Regions from separate parts of the Mus musculus genome. Here region 2 is linked to region 1. Evidence: chromatin contacts called from public HiChIP or PLAC-seq data. All regions are on one chromosome and are shown on one strand. The core of a region is the stretch at or near the end of the contact, and the rest is flanking DNA. Distances in the headings are between cores, read along the strand shown.

Evidence for each region. HiChIP or PLAC-seq counts read pairs in DNA pulled down with a chosen protein or histone mark.
Region 2: an H3K4me3 HiChIP or PLAC-seq map of the SCID.adh cell line shows a contact between it and region 1, with 11 read pairs. The contact joins the promoter of Smyd2 here to the enhancer-like site in region 1. A contact is called at or near these places in 15 of 39 promoter capture datasets (the 3T3-L1 cell line, the C10 cell line, the HPC-7 cell line and 10 more), 1 of 15 datasets of contacts at CTCF or cohesin (the NIH/3T3 cell line), 8 of 115 datasets of contacts at active chromatin or transcription factors (the 230-238 cell line, the SCID.adh cell line, bone marrow-derived macrophages and 3 more) and 2 of 9 other capture datasets (adipose tissue and liver).

What each region holds. Positions count from the first base shown.
Region 1 is chr1:189,645,799-189,651,291 of GRCm38.p6, forward strand. Cenpf (centromere protein F) reads right to left here. Exons shown (of 18, transcript NM_001081363.2): 14 at 5,350-5,493; 15 at 4,764-4,923; 16 at 2,813-3,289; 17 at 1,004-1,182. Among named protein-coding and RNA genes, the nearest start is that of Gm30088, 29 kb to the left of the region's middle. Within about 2 kb of position 3,208, at least 2 of the 459 cell types and tissues checked have an H3K27ac peak or open chromatin away from gene starts, as enhancers often do. A contact at or near this core is called in the SCID.adh cell line, where this site is marked.
Region 2 is chr1:189,919,045-189,924,444 of GRCm38.p6, forward strand. Smyd2 (SET and MYND domain containing 2) reads right to left here and starts at 3,247. Exons shown (of 12, transcript NM_026796.2): 1 at 3,063-3,247. The coding sequence starts at 3,235.

The sequences.
Region 1 (5,493 bases), core at 1,958-4,457:
GCTAGGAGAAAGCGAATTACAAGGTTTAACTGTATACAGAATGTCATCAATCAAAACAAACCAATTTGCAATGTGTTGCTGCTCTGATACAACTAATCACCAATGTCTCTAAGATCCGAGAGCTGTGCTCACTCGTGTAATAGTATATGGGAGCCACCGTACTTGTTGAATGTTATTGGATTGCATATAAACTCTGACAGGTGAGCAAAGTAACATCACAAAAATTTAAAACTTCTTCAAGTTACTCTAGAAATTGCCAAGAATATCCCCATGGTTCGTAGTTTGAGAAATACAAACAAGCTGCAAAAGAGAGGTGTGAACCTGGGGAGGCTTCCTCATGAATGTCATTCTCTTCATTCTTTTACAGCACTACAGTGTAAGAGAACAATGAATAAACCCTGAGTGAAGTAAGATGTAGGGATAAGGCAGAGAGCTTGCCAAGCATACACAAAGCATAAATGGAGAGTGCTGGTGCACATCTAGAACTCCAGCACTCAGGAGGTGGAGGCACAAAGATCACAAGTTCAAGGCCATCCTTGGCTACACAGTGAGTTCATGGCAAACCTGAGATTTAAAAATAAAAGTTAAGTGAAACACGTGCCACTGCTTACAGAAATGGTGCTACTAGTAGGAATTACAGTATTAGAAATAAAAATCACCAAGCAAATATTCTTCACCTTTTGCCCATTGTAGTGACTATAAGCCATAGAGAATTAGGAGCTTTGATGGGGAGGGCAGACAAACAGTGACCAGAACCAGTGCCCTAAGGAAAACAACCTCTACAAACCACTGAAGCCACTTGAAACTCTCGGACGAATGTGCTGGGTTTCCCACAACAGCGACACTTCCCAGAGAGCTACTGACAAGGAGCCCTCAGGACACTGATGTGCATCCTTGGACTTGCTCACTCAGGCCCCTGAGTCAGAGCCTGCCATAATATCCATCCCTAGGCCTGCTAACACACTTCCAGGATAACAGGGAGGAAATGACATTCACACGTTACCTTTTGTGATCTGCTGCCACCAGCTGTTGGTTTGGAGGACTCTACAACATTTTCTTTGCCCAGAGATGGGGAAGATCCCACTAACTTCTGTGTAGCAAAGCGGGGGCTGGTCCTGGTTGCCATGGTTGTTCTCCGAAGGATATATGGGCTTGTCTTTCCAGTTGGGATGTCAGCAAACCCTAAGGGCAAAAGAGCTGCTTGTTGGTAATGGCACTGATTAGCTGTTTGGCTGGGTTCGCTGGGCTAGCAATAGAGGTCAGATGTTTGTGCATGCAGGTACAAAGGTTCAATAACAGTAAATTAACTACAAAACATAGTTTCCCCTCAGTCATGGAAAACAATGTATTAAACTTCCTAATTGCCTTGGTAGTCATCAGATGAAATGGAAAATTAACAGGTTATTCCTTATTACAAAGATAAAAGATTTCAAAGACACCACAGTAAGAAAAAGGATCAAGGAGAAATCATATTATACCTTAAAACCAAATGGCTTCTTCTATATGGTTATATCACCTTGCACTTCCTAAGATAGGTAGGACATTTAATACAAATGAACTAGGATGAGAAAAGGCCAGCTCTTGTCTCAGAGTCAATGTAAGCCAACAGTGACTTAAGGAAAACAGGCTCAAGTGCAATCAGGTAGTGCAGGCTGCACTTGCTAAGAGTGCCTTTGTATCTGCTCATATTGTCTCCTCCCAGGAAAGAAACTGACCTGACTGGGGTAGAGAAGACTAGTCACAAAAACCCTGAAAGCTATCACATGGTATGGTGGCACATGCCTTTAATCCAGCACATGCCTTTAATCCAGCACTCAGGAGGTAAAGGCAGGTTCATCTCTGAGTGAGGTCAGCCTCCAAGTGAGTCCAGGACAGGCAGGGCTCTTACACAGAAAAACTCTCTTAAAAACCCAAAACAAATCAAAACAAAACAAAAATAAAACAAAAAAGTGACAACACAGGGTAGGTACTCTACAACTGCACTCAGCTAACCACAGGCTCACAAATAAGTAATCTACTAGAGAGTGCTAGCTAGCTACATACGTGGGAACCACAGTTACTCAGAACACCATGCTTCACATCAGCTTTGATTTCAGGATTAGGGCAGAAGACCCAAACTGCTGTAGGTTTTATAAACAAACAAACAAATAAACAAAACTATATGACTGAAGCTGGGTATGGTCTATGTCTGTAATCCTAGCACAAAAAAGCGAAGACAGAAATACTTCAAGATCAAGACTAGCCTGGGCTACACAGCAAGATTCTGTCTCAAAATATCAGAAAGAATTAAAAAAGCAAAAGACAGAGTTAATAGAACAAAAAAGTCTACTTGTGATTTTAGACACTGCAACAATATCAAGTAGTTTTCAAAGTTCTAAACTATTACTTCGGGAGGGGGTGGGGGGAAGGGGCATTGTCAACCAGTCCACTTGTCCCAAGAAAGGAAAAGCTGACTGAAAACAGAATTTCTAAACAGACATTTAGCACTCATTTCCAAGTCTACCAGCTTTTTGTACTGTTAGCCAATCTCAGTGATTTATAATGTCACCAATTTAAAAATGAACTAGTTTCTCTAGGCAGTGGGCTACTGTGCAATATTTTAAAACCTAAAAAGTAAAGATTTCTATCTTTCCTTGTGCCAATTTTATGTGAAATCTCAAAACTTCGTATATTTTCACAAGGACTTGAACAAAGGGCCATATGCAAGCTCTAAGCTCATGGTCTTCCGATGAGATGCAGCCTCACCCTATAGTTCTGTATATAATAATTCTGTATATAATTCTGTATACTCTCTTTTAATAATTCTGTATACCTTTTTTAACGACTTCTGGGAGGCCTTCTGGCTCAAACTCGGTTTCCTGCTCGTGCTCAGCAGGGCGAGTGCTCTTACTGTCCGACTTCCTGCTTTTCTTAGAAAATGTCTCTGCTGTAGAAGGTGCTGCCCGTTTACCATGCTCCCAAATCCCACTGGACCTTTGCCTCTTGCCTGAAGCTTTATTTTGGCCAGATGCTGACTTCATCTCACTAACAGAAGTATTTGGAGACGGTCCTGGAATGGAAGAATTAAGCAAAGGAGAACTCTGGAGATCCTGTCTGGACTGCCGTGACTTCAGCCGAGCAACTTCTATTTCTAATATCTCCTTGGCTTTCTCGAGCTCCTCGTGGCTTATCAGCAGGGAACAGTACTTATCCAAGTACTTATCTGCTTCCTTGACTTTTTCTTCCAGAGTCTCTTTCAGCGCTTTGTTCTCAGTCATTACTTCATCTACGTTACTGTCTACAAGAGAACCTGTGAAAACAAAGTGATCCCGTCACACAACTTGCCGCTACTCCATTAATAATGAACACTTCCCAGCAGGTAATCTTTTTTTAAGATTTATTTTTATTTCATATATGTGAGTACACTGTTGCTGTCTTCAGACACACCAGAAGGAGGCACTGAATCTCACTACAGATAGTTATAAGGCACCATGTGGTTGCTGGGAATTGAACTCAGGACCTCTAGAAGAGCAGTCAGTGCTCTTAACCGCTGAGCCGTGTCTCCAGACCCAGCAGGTGATCTCTAAGCCTGGTCTTTGGACCTGTGCAGACGTTAAGGAGCACATCCTGCTGTGTCTGAAGACTATGAAGCAGTCTAACACACGTAACAGTGCAACTAGAACCCAACTAAACTTAAATCCCCTTAGAGAAGCAGTTACAAGAGCCAAGCAAACTAACTTTCTATAGCCCTCTTTTCCCAACCCATTCTTTCCACCAGAAATGAATAAGCAATCTAACTCAGTAATGATCACAAAGTCTATGCTGCATGGTTTTGGTGACAGGTGCCAGCCTATGAAAATGTAAGTCGCTAAAGGCCGTGAAAGCATTTTGAGTGAATACAGGGGCAAGTAGGTACAAATGTAGAACCACATCAAGGCAGGGGCCTCAGTAAGCTTCTGGTGCTAGGGATGGCAAGCGATTTATGAGGAAAACTCCCAGTTTTCAAACCTACTCCAATCACTCTACTTGGTAGAAAAGACCACTGCACTGCACTGCACTGCACTGCCACACTCTAGAAGCCTCCCACACATACTAGTCACTGGGTATCCATGGAGAAAGCAGAGTGTGAGTGGATAAAAGCAGCATGGTTAATTACCAATGAGAGAAGAGAAGAAGAAAAGGAGAGGGGGAGGGGGGGCAGGGGGAGGGGCAGGGGGAGGGGCAGGGGCAGGGGCAGGGGCAGGGGCAGGGGCAGGGGCAGGGGCAGGGGCAGGGGCAGGGGCAGGGGCAGAGCAGAGAAGAGAAGAGAAGAGAAGAGAAGAGAAGAGAAGAGAAGAGAAGAGAAGAGAAGAGAAGAGAAGAGAAGAGAAATGTCGGGCAGTAGTGGTGCACACCTTTAATCCCGGCACTTGGGAGGCAGAGACAGGATTTCTGAGTTCGAGGCCAGCCTGGTCTACAGAGTGAATTCCAGGACAGCCAGGGCTACACAGAGAAAACAAACAAACAAACAAAACAAAACCACTACCAAAATGGCAAACTCTTGAAGGAGATCCATTAGCAAAGAGTACTATCTTCCCCCATGGTAATAATTCTATTCCGAAATGTAGGCTTCACTCTGAATCCTACAGTCTTAACTATAGCTAAGTCTTACACAAGGTTAAGACCACAGTTCAGAAATTACAAAGCACTACTAAAAACTACTAAACTACTTCTAAAACTTAGCGCACAACTGAGCACTGACGCGATTTTAAGCGTGCACACAGAGCACGCCAGTTAGCACCCACCTGCTCTCTGCTGCTGTGCAGCTTCAAGCTGGGAGAGCTCCTTCTGCAGCATCTCCTTTTCTCCTTCCAGCTGTCTACAGGATTTGAGCATCAACTTTATTTTCCCCTGAGCACGCTGAAGTTCCTTCTCAAGTTGATTCACAGATTTCAGGTGCGCTGCCTACAAAACAGACGTAAGTTCATTTAAAATTGTTGATTTCATTTTATAAGTATATAGAAATATATATATATATTAGACAACTAAAACATATTAAAGCAGCAGTAGTACAGTTATGTTTAAAATATAACATAAATGTATAAAATAAGGCCCCTCTCTACTCAGTTCCCTAAGTCTCCCCGACAACCAGTGTGGATTTGGAAACTGTTTTCAGCCTGACACGGATCATGGTTCCTAAAGTAATATCTCATGGCTCCTAGGCTCACAGAAGCATCGGATGGTGAAGATCACTACAGACCTGAGCATATCAGCTTGGGTTCCAAAAGCTGAAACAACTGTGACACATCACAGAATGTCTTACAAAGACAACCATAGCAGCCATACCCAGCTAGCAGAGGCAAAGGAATCTGTCTGTCACGGGAAACTTACTTTGGTGTTCTGCAGTTCTTCACGCAGCACTTCCACTTCTTCTGTTAGCCTGTTTTTCTCTTTATTGTAGTCTTCGCTCAGCTGTGTTGTTTTCTGTAGCATATCTCGCAGCTCCCTCTGCAGCTCTGCTTCCTTCCCAGATAT
Region 2 (5,400 bases), core at 1,997-4,496, 270 kb after region 1:
GATTCCCATAGAGTTGAGTTTGTTGTTGTTTCGTTTTGTTTTTTGCTAGCCTGAGCTTGCTCTGTAACCCTGTACCAGCCTCCCAAGGAGATGGGGTCCCAGGCCTGCGTCACAAACGCTCACCTTATTCTTAAGGGTCACTTTCAGAGAACATCTCTTGTCTGTGTGTCTTCATCTTCATTATGTATTTAATAAACGGATTTAACAGATGAGGGAAAATCCTTATTAGTGCCTATACCCAATCTCCCATCTAGAAATCATGATAATTTTAGAACATTTGAAGTTGTATTTCCTCATGTTCTTACAGAATATTCTAGAATAGCTGGAGTCAGAGCAGCACTGAGTGCTGCCTCTGAGGTCCTTTATGTAACTGCATCCATCAATGCCTATTTCATGTCAGGCAATGGGAGAAGCAAGATGGACCGGTTAGGGAATTCACCTGAGGACAAGGGGGCAAAAGTCTAACTGCTCATGACAGGACTTCTCATCCTCTTTGTTCTTAATGCCTCAGTCCGTGTGAGCCTGGCAGAGCACAGGGCTCCCTGCTGCAAAAGCCACGAGGGCCTTCGGGCTCTCTCCCACACTCAGCATCCTCGTTATACAGCAGTCCAGGAGCAAGAGAATAAAGATCAAGAGGGAGACCTCGGTCCTAGAGGAAGAATAAATATTCTAGTATATTCTAGTCAACCCCTGGTCACAGCTGAGCCTTTCTTTCTGAAGCCAATAAAATTGAGTCAGAATGTCCAGTTTTCAGTTTGAAATATATATATATTTAAAGAATGTGTAAGAACTGTGTGTAGATGTTAACCAGGGACCAAAACACGTACACAGACATATGGGCAGGTGGGTGGGCAGGCGTGCATATGTATGTATATATGAGGGATAGCTCTCACCTAGAAGTTACTTATATTTTTAGGAGTTGCCTTCTAGCAGCTGAGGCAAAATCTGCATCTTCCCAAATGTCACCTACCAAGCTGAGAAAATGTGATACTAATTTAAAACTGCCAGAAGGGGGAATAAAAAAATTCCTGGCACTAAGAATCCTATTTTGTAGAGAGCTTAAAAAATAACATTCTACCATTATTTCTCGGTTAATATAACATGCTCACTCCTGGAGAAATAGTTTTTCTTCCCAAGTGAGTTAAATTATAACATAGTAGATGTGGCATGAGACCCCGGGAGGCTCATCTATCTTAAGTGATAATACTATACTTCTAGCACAAAAAAGGACAGCGCAGCTTTTTTCTGGGGGCATGACACATGAACCGACACGCACCCCACCTGTAACATGCTCCTGAAACTCCACAGAGCTGTGCATCCCCCCCTTTAATACACAAGAACAGGTCAGGCCTCAGTCACACACAAGTAGGAGATGGAGTAACACAGTCTTAGAACGATCTAGCAAAACTAACCAGATTTTACGGCAACCACGGGATGCGGTACGAAGATTTCTCTAGGTGCACGGATCTTGTGAGTTTTATTTCTTGGGCAATATTTTAGTTGAGTTCCAAGTTCTGACTGTTACATAAGCCAAACAGAAGAGATTGGTTGACAATGGAATGGCAGCCTGGGGGGCCCAGGAGAGGGAACTGAGGCAAAATTAGTGACATTAACAAATGTCAAGGGGAGTGGGGGGTTAGCTGTCACAAATGACAGGATTCCTGAGGCTGGGTGATTTGTAAGGGTACTTCTGGAAGCTTGTGTGTCTTTGTACAATCAGGACACTCCCAACAGGAGAGAAGCACGCCTCAGCTGTCAACGCAGATATTTAATTTCAGGAGGAGAGAACTGGCCACGAGTCCCTACTACGCACTCCGCAAGGCCCACGCCTCTCACCGCACACCAAGCGCCAGGACCCCTGACGGAGGCCCCCTCTGTGCTGGGTGACCCGCTTTGCTCCTTTACTGCAGACACCCACACTGCTGCAGACTCCCAGCCACAGCGAGGCTCAGAAGATCAAGGGACCAGTTGCAGCAGCCTTTTTAACTTTGGGAAAACCCAATGCTCACTTCACTCAAACGTCGCAAAGTGGTGCCATGACCCTTTAGCTCTTGGCTCGCCAATTCAAAGAGGCACATCACATACAGCCCTTCCGCTGCCCACGGCACGCTTCTGCGTCTAGTTCCTTTCCAGGTCCCCCCCAGCGGAAGACAGTTCTGGCAGGGAGTCCGGCCGAGATTACTCTAATATGCAACCTTTGTCCATTCTTTTGTTGTCTTATTGTAGAACGAGGCGCACGAGTCTGGGAGGCTGAGAGCTTCGTGGAGTGCAGGACTGGGGGCAGCCCGCAAGAGGTACCTGCAGAACCCCAGGTTAGCTTAATCTAGCCCACCATCTCCACTTCAAAGGTGATGACACTGACCTTCAAAGCAAGTCAGGCAGGGTTCCTTCCTCAGGCATCCACAGATGGCCTGGGACAGGCTCAACTCCAAAGCCAGACCCCCTACCTCAGCAAACTTAGGAAGCAAGGAAGTGGGTGGGCGGGACGTGTCAGTCCTGACAGGCCAGGCTCCAGCCCCTAATTAGTGCCTTGTGTATACACAGCTACCCTTCCTCTCTGGGCTTTAGTGTCCCAACAGTAAAATGATCTCTTCTCGGCCTTTAAGATAAAGTGTGTCTGTAAAATGAAGACACAGGGTGGGATGGGGGAATCCCAACGCACCTTCCTGATCCGCAACTACCTTAAGGCTTAGCATGTGGCCGTGGATACAGCATCTACACACTCAGGACATGTATGAAGTAGTACAATCAAATATTCTCCCAACAAACTGTGTCCCCTCATCCCAATCCACGGAGCCCAGTCTCATAGGCGTGTCTGTTCCATAGCTTCCCTCCTCCAGAATGACCGGAAGCGTCCCTGGCTGATCGGGTCATCACTCCCTAGGGGGTGGGGGAGCCGCCCATCTCAGGACAGCTCGGGAGGCCTCGGGACCACAGAGAACCTAAGCTAGAACGGACACGCGTGGGGCGGCGCAGGTCCGGCTGCGGGGCAGGCCGTGGCTCAGCGGACGCGGCGCACGTGGCTCCGCGTGGCCCCTCCCGCCCGCACGGTCCCCGCGTACCTGGCGAAGCAGCACTCGCAGTGGTGGCCCCGCTCGCCCACGGTGAGCACGCAGGCGTAGGCCGGGCAGGAGAAGAGGAGGTCGCCCACGTGGAAGGGCCGCAGCGCGCGGAGCCCCCGGCCCTTGCCCGCACTGCAGAAGCGCTCCAGGCCGCCGCGGGCCTCGGCGCGCATGCTGGCGGCGCTGCGGCTGCGCGCTGCGGGGCACGCGCGTCACGGGAGGGAGGGAGGGAGCGAAGGCAGGTCTGCCGCGGCCGCCGGCCTTCAAGGAACTCGGCGCTCTGCTCGGGGCGGGTGCTGTGCCCTGGCCGCGCCCCGGAGCGCGGGGCGGGAGGGCGGTGCGCAGGGCGCGCGCACGGGAGTCCGCCTGCACCCGCCAGGCTGCGCTGCCCGGTGAGGAAGGCTGGAGTCCCAAGCCACCCAGGCCACCACCCGCTGTGCCCGCAGACAGCGTCCCCACTAAGATCCCGGGTGGTGGAGCAGGGAATGAATGAGTGTGGTTTGCAGTTGAGCTGTGCGTGCTAAAAAACACAGTTCTCACCTCCCAGGGAACTTAGAGAGAGTTCATTCTGGAGCCAATAGGAGGGGTCATGGCCAGGTTTGGGTTACCCCAAAGTCTACGTTCCAACGTTGTAACAATTTGATTAAAAAAAATTCCATAATAACAGAAAAAGAAAGTCATAAATCAAGACGTCAAAAATATGTCGGTGGGACCCCCCAGGTAGGCTGGCTGCAGAAGGGAGGGAACCTCAGCTACAGGCCTCAGATGCAATCTGACTGCACTCTCAATGTATGGCTTGATTATGTTCCAGGCGGTTTTACCTGTTATTCACGAGCTGGTAGGTTAGACACAGGATAGGCAACGGGTAGCTATTAAGGGAACTGGAGAGGGCCCAAGGAAAACTGCCAATAAGCTCCAGACATTGCAGCCTCTCCGCAAAGGTTGAAGTTCAAGTCGGTTAATTAGCTTTGCAGAAAGAGGGTCAGTGCCAGCTGCAGGTTTGTTTTTTTTTTCTCTCCAGCTTTCGTTCACAGGGCAAATCATAGAATGGGGGATTTGGAACCCGTGAATAAAATTTCTTTAGTGATAATATGAATAAGCCTTCCTCCAAGGAAAGGGCACCGTGGGTATGGGTTCTTTGGCCCATTTTTATTTTTTATTATTACCCTTTTTTTTTGTAAGTATGAGTGCATGTGTGCGAGCATACCCCTGTATGTGTGCTGGAAACATGTGTAGAGGTCAGAGGGCAACTTGCAGGAGTGGGTTCTCACCTTTTACCACATGGGGCCTGTGTCTGATTTGTCTGTCAGGTTTGGTGGTAGGTGCCTTTATACTCTGAACTATCTTGTAGGTCCATGTATCCATTTTAGTAACCATGGACATCACTGGACTATAAACTTGGACAAAGTGTAGGCCTGGATCCTTCAATTCCACGTAATAATAACCCTTCATTACTGGGTACCATTGAGCTAATGTGCTTATTTAACACATCTTGCTTACCTTAAAATAGGTGTAAGATTTGGGAAACCCTCTTCCATACCCTACTCACCTGTGACAAGCAACATTCTCAGGTAGGTTTGTGCCTAGAGCCCACTCTGCCGTCTGCTGGAAGCATTTTCTCAAATCTTGAGACTTTCTAAAGATGCCCACCTATGTAGATCTGCAGCGTGTTTTTTTGGATTCATTTTGGCTTGCTTTTTAGCATTCTGATTTGCGGAAGGATATCTTAGCAGTACAAAGAAGAAAAGACATAGAAATAAACAAACAACATGTTTGTAAACTCAGTACATGGTTTACTCTTCCAAGAACTCACTGCAGAGTTTGAGAAATGTGTTCCATTACACACACACACACACACACACACACACACACACACACACACACCTTTCTCCTACTGCGTGTTTTGTTTTGAGACGGGCTGGCCTCAACCTCCCTAAGTACCAGAGAATGACCTTGGGTTTTGAATCCTCCTGCCTCTGTCTCCCTAGTGATGGTATTACAGATATGCAGCACCACACCCAGTCCCCCGGGGCACTGGGGACTCAATCCAGGGCATCTCAGGGCAGAGGTTGAGTGTTACCGGAGAACACTGGAAAACAAGCAGCTTCATTTCAGAAAAGTCGGGATGAATTCGAATGACTGGAGCCGGGGCAGTGAGGCAATAGCTGTAAAGTTAGGAGCCTCCCGTAATGATAAAACCCGTGCTTAAAATAAATGGTCAAGGCGCGGCTCCCAGCCAGCCGGGGCAGACCGATGACAGCACCCTCCATGCATCTCATGCTTGCCGCTCTGCCACTCAGCGGTCTCACATTCCATGAAGGAAGCTGTCTGGCTGCCA